Regions from separate parts of the Ovis aries genome. Here region 2 is linked to region 1. A link is a contact called in public Hi-C data. All regions are on one chromosome and are shown on one strand. Each heading gives the region's core, a stretch centred on a gene start, on an enhancer-like site or on the middle of the called end of the contact. The rest is flanking DNA. Distances are from core to core; before and after follow the strand shown.

Region 1 (2,700 bases), core at 147-2,646:
TCTTAATTACTCTGATTGAAATCTAAGCCAGGCTAAAGTAAATATTTGATAATTAGTTAATAATAATTGCTGAAGACTTACTGTAAAGATAATGTCACCCGCCCCCTTGCTTCCACCTACTTTACAGTGTAAGTTGAACATGCCTACAACCAGATCCCATTTTAAAACACATTATTTACGTTACAGGATACTGCTTCTAACCCAGCACGGTCTTCCATTTACTTAACACTGAGTGGTTTTAAAAGCTAAGTGGAAGCTGCAACTAGGTTAGGGGATTTTCACATATCCTGGTGCCTTACAGCGTGTGTATCAGATTCCTTTATTGACACGATATAACTTTCATTCATACTCCAGACGGAGCAGGGCTGGTTTGAAAAAGCGGAGGAGGGACTAACACCCACCCGCAAACCGCTATCTCCTGCGGGCACCCACCAGAGGAATCAGTTCTGGGGAGCTGTCGGAGAATCAGGAAGTGCTCCCGGTAAAGTGTTCATTAACTTTCAACAGCCATCATATTTTTGAAAGGGAGTCTCCTCTAATTGCCTTGGGGAGGAAACATTATTAAGATAATTGGTGCGCTGATCTGGGAAGGTAGGGCGCTCAGCCTCGTAGCAGAGGTGGGAAAAACCCCATGGCCAAACAACCAACTTCAGGAGGGAGTCAGAGGACGTGAAATCTCCCTGCCCTACCTACAACGACTAATCTTATTTCTTTATTTCTCCGTCTGGCTAAAAGTTTCCTTCACCGGGAGGCGGCTCTCCCCGGTGGGTCCCGGCAGCTCGGAGCGGGCAGCCGGGAACCGGGTTCACCCCCGCGGCCGCGCGCCTCCGCCTGTCACTTACCGTTGCGAAAAGCGCCGGCCGCGCCGAGGACCAGGGCTAGCGCGGCGCACAGGAGCTGCAGCCCCTTCTCCATCCTCCCTTCGCCAGGTCTCCGGGGCGAACGCGGGAGAACCGAACGTGCGGGGAAAACAGAGCACCGGGGCGATCTCCACGATCCGGAGCGCTTTCACTCCTCCCGGAGCTGTAAAATCCTCAGACCGTTTTGGAGAAAGAAAAGCGTTGAGGCAATGCCTTGATCCGAGAGAAACGCTCCTCTTTTTGTGTCTCAAGTCGCCTGCATCCTGTCATTTAGCTCCGGTTTCCTCTCTCTTTTCCCACACTTGTTCCTCTTCCAGGAGCCGCTGCCCGGGCCATGTCTCAAAAAAAAAAAAAAAAAAAAAAAAACGTAGGGGGTGTGGGAGGGGGAGGAGGGACGTAGAGAAACACACACCAACGCCAATTTCCAGAAAGAAAGAAAAAAAAAAAAATCCGGCTTGATTCTGGACCCGTTGGATCCGGGGAGCTGGCGCCCAAGGGAGGTCGGGGTGTCTGCGCGAAGAGGAGCAAGCAATGAAAAGATGAGCGGGAGACGAAGGAGTTTCACCAACTGCACCCCCGCCTCCCCCACTGCCTCCTCCCCTCCCCTTCTGGAGCCCTTCCCTCGCTTCCCCCCGCCCCTCTCCCCGCACAGGCTCGCCAGCGATTGCCTGACAAGAGACGGGGAGGAACAAGTTTCTCTCCCTGAACGTTCCCCGTCCGTCTGTCCGTCTCTCCCACAAGCCCTGCTGGGATCTTCCCCGGCAGGGAGGCGCCGGGACTCCGTGCCCAGGGCCGAGTGCCGGATGTGTTTGCGGGGGTACCGGGCGTCGAGGTCGGTGGCAGCGCCAGGGTCGGGCTAGCCCATCTCGGCATGCTCGCTCGGGCCCCCGGGGGAGAGCGGGCAGTTCCGCTAAGATTTTGGGGGGTCGGCCGCCGGAGACAGGCAGCGCGCCCGGGAGGTGGCGGCTGCTTCTCCCAACTCCGAAACCCTCGGGAGGCGCCCGAGACGTGACCTGGGGTCGTGACCTGGGGCAGGAGCAGCAGGGCGCCCCTGGACGTTGCGGATCAGGCCCGAAGGGGCCGAGGAAAGGGGCTGGGGTTGGGGACGCACCCCGGAGCCGGGCGAGAGTCGGCAGTATCGCTGCCACGCAGAGCCGAGTCAGTAGACTCACGCAGACTAGGCTGTGCTGCAGCCCCGCCCGGCCTGCCTGCCCCGTATCGGGGCGCGCGGCTGGGCGCCTGGCGAGCCCGGGTGTCTGCCGCGCGCCGCGGGCTCCATTGTTGCCGAAGATCTGATGTCCTCTTCTCCCGGCCAGAGGGGACGCCGAAGGGTGGAAGGTGGTGAGCCTTCCAGCTAGGGGGCAGTCGTTGCCCGACCCCACCCAGCCGGCTTATTCGGAGCCCAGGTGCTCGGGGTTTGGAAATGAGGGGTCCAGCGGTCGGGGCTCCTGTGCATCACCGGGGAGCAGGAACAGTGGCGGGGGCGGGGGCGGGGTGTTGCTCTTGGCCGGGCTCTCACGGTGCCCGCTCCGGCTACAGGCGGTTGTCACGCCGGCCCACCCCCGCCTCCCACTGCAGCGCGTCCTCAGTGGGCTCTGGATGCCCCCCAGTTCGGTCCCCGAAGGGTTTTCCGGGAAGTGCTGCAGAAAGCCTCTGCAGATAGGAATAGCAAGGACATTTCAGGGACCAAACAGGTTTTGGCTACGGATCAGGCCCTTGAGAAGGTAAATGCCCAGGGACCCCTCCGAAGGAGTTCGTGGGGAAGGTGAAAAGGTCAGCCGCCTTCTGGGAACGGCGTTTCTGCACACACCCGAAAGCAGAGCCTTAGTCCTACCTGGCG
Region 2 (2,700 bases), core at 67-2,566, 130 kb before region 1:
ATCTGTATTCTCAATACACCAGCTTATGCTCCAGGTTTTTACTGGCAGATCTCTGAAGCATTTCGTAAGATTTTTTTTTTTTTTAACTTCTGTGCTTTATATCAGGTCAATTAATTTTAAGTGGGAAATCTCTGCTTCTTTAGTGAATTTTCAGATTTGCATATAAATTGTTTGCCCCACTTAAAACTGCAATATAGGGTCAAGTAAAGCCAAAGCATATTTGAATGGGTACCCACTTGTATATTTTTTAATGTTCAAAATGCTTCCTTTGGGTTCTAAAAAGAAAGCGTGAAGGGAGTCTCAAGAATGATTTGTTTCATGTGTTCTACAAAGTGCTATTTGACTATGGGTTTGTTGGTTTTTTTTTTTCCCTAACTTGTATAGCCTTAGTTTTTACTCAACATTTTTGCTGGGGGAATTTGGTTAACTTTTTAAGGATGGGGAAAATGAAGCCCTTGATATTTGGAATTATTTTTGGTAAACTGGAGCTAACAATAAAAATAATCCTAAAGATAAAATTCTTTTCTTTCTGCCAGTCCCACCCATCTCCTGAATATAAAATTAAACACACAATAGGGGCTGTTTTCTGACGGTCATTGCTTCTCACTGAGTTCAGGCGTCCACAAGATGGCAGCATTGAGACGAAAAGGAAGGTGCCCCCAGCAGCTTGCCTGCTGATCTAAAAAATAAGTCTCAACAATCTCTCTGTAGCAAAAGGGAAGTATGATATTCTACGCTGTATTAGGGTCAGGCTGAGAGCCTATCTCATTGTGGTCTTTCCTTTAACTTTGTCTAAGTGTTTAACACAAATATTTGCTTTCTACTGAGTCTGGGCTCCATTGCCCCTCCCCCACTTCAACAATGGCAGGCAGGAGGCAGGGTAAGGGAGATTTACTGAATAGATAAGAATGAGTTACTTTGCATTAAGAATGAGTTACTTTGCATTTTTAGTTTCCAAGGAACTCCTTTCAAATGCTAATGTGAAATTTTGGAAGGAAGGCACCATACCATCCTCAAAACTGAGCAAGATGGATTCTCCCTTCCAATGACAGTGTGACCTGCCAAAGGACTCACCGGGGCCAGCTGGAGAAAGAAAGCCTAGTAAGTCATGTGATGTGTATAACACAAGCACTTTCAGTTTGTGCAAAGGGCTATATTTCACAGCGGCAGTGTCACTGGAGATACATATTTTATGCCCCAGTCCATCATAACCATGAAATAGGGCTTCTTAAAGCATGAGAAACCCTCTCCAAAATCCTCCCTTCTGTACAGCATGACTGAATTTTGCAGATGTAGTCAGCTGAACAATGAAGGAGTAGTTGAGTAACCTTGGATGTCAACACCCACAGCCCTGGAATGTGCTGTTGTGTAATCTTGTGTTAGAAACTGTTAATATTGAAAAATATTAATATGTGTGTGGTTTTAGGTTTTCTCCTTAAATGTCATTTATAAGACCTACACAGAGAGGAGGGCAGTCAGTCATTACAGCATACACATTTCTGGTAATATCTGCCTTGTTAATACTTTAAATTTATTGTATAATTTACAGAAAACCACACCATCCATAATTTGGCTATTACTATTCTGGCAGTGTCATAAAATAAATGAACTTGGGTATTTTTGTGGCCAAGACAAAGGGCGACTTTGCCTGAAAGACTAATTTTGACATCTCCTATTCGAGTGAATGGAAGTCAACCTTTATCTTCCACTGTTCTTTCCAATCTATGAATTTTACACAGTGACTACTCAAACTTTTCATATTTTACTACTCTTATCTCTTTGGCTCAATCATATATAATTTATGGCAATCTTGTTAAATTAGAATTTTTTTTTAAATCAGTACCTTTTGCGGGGGATGGGCATGGAGACAGAACAGCTCAATGTTGAAGATTCAAGCCTGGCTAGAAAGGCTATTAAACTCACAAAAATACACACAGACATTTCTAGAAATGGAAAGAGGAAGAGAGAAGGACAGAAGCAGAGGAGATAACGGCAGAGAAAGAGAAAAAAGCCAATGGACAAATGAAATTAGTATACAGGACAATGTCCATTTGACCTTTCAATCTTCAAAATATTACCCAGGCCCCATGGCTGCACAATTCTCATTAAATTCATTGGGAATAATCTGGCTAAATCCCTTCTTGACTCTTAAAAATAGCAGGAAACAATATTCTGAACTTAAAACAAATTTATAGCTGCTGTGAGCCAGCACCAGCTGTGCCTGGGGGACCTAGCTTGCCCAGAGTTACATCATTAGCACCATATATGCACAAGGATTTAATTTTCAAATCTGGTCTTCAGAACTTCTATTGGATATGTGAGCTCGCTTACTCATAGGCTGGAAATAAGCAGAGGTGCCTGGGTCCATGTAACCGTGGGTCATGAACATACTCTGAACTGATTTAGAGAATGTCTGGGGATCCTTGGAGGGTAAGAGCCTTCTGCCAAGGGGAAGATGGATTTAAAATGCAGGGCTTCTCATCAGTTCCTGGCAGAGCATTAACAGGCTTTCATGCATCTGATGACAACCCAGATAGCACATGCGTATTATATGCCCACTGAACATATTCTATTGAGAAGAATCTTCAGCATGAAATCTTCAGCCTCTGCTTGATTCTCTAGTGGCTTCAGCAAAATCAGATGATGATGAAAGTTTAAGGTCTGATATCCTGCTGTTTGTCAAGGTGCCTGCAGGACAGT

The links. Hi-C and Micro-C count contacts between places; a contact is called where the count stands out from the background.
Region 2: a contact with region 1 is called in a Hi-C map of liver, with 6 times the contacts expected there. The contact joins the enhancer-like site here to the promoter of NRP1 in region 1. A contact is called at or near these places in 7 of 16 Hi-C or Micro-C datasets (hypothalamus, liver, muscle and 3 more).

Annotation. Positions count from the first base shown.
Region 1 is chr13:18,966,026-18,968,725 of ARS-UI_Ramb_v3.0, reverse strand. It overlaps NRP1 (neuropilin 1), which reads right to left and starts at 1,396. Exons shown (of 17, transcript XM_027976579.3): 1 at 843-1,396. The coding sequence starts at 915.
Region 2 is chr13:19,098,782-19,101,481 of ARS-UI_Ramb_v3.0, reverse strand. All of the region lies in intron 12 of NRP1 (neuropilin 1), which reads right to left. Among named protein-coding and RNA genes, the nearest start is that of TRNAC-GCA, 34 kb to the right of the region's middle. Within about 2 kb of position 1,316, at least 12 of the 54 cell types and tissues checked have an H3K27ac peak or open chromatin away from gene starts, as enhancers often do. A contact at or near this core is called in liver and tail adipose tissue, where this site is marked.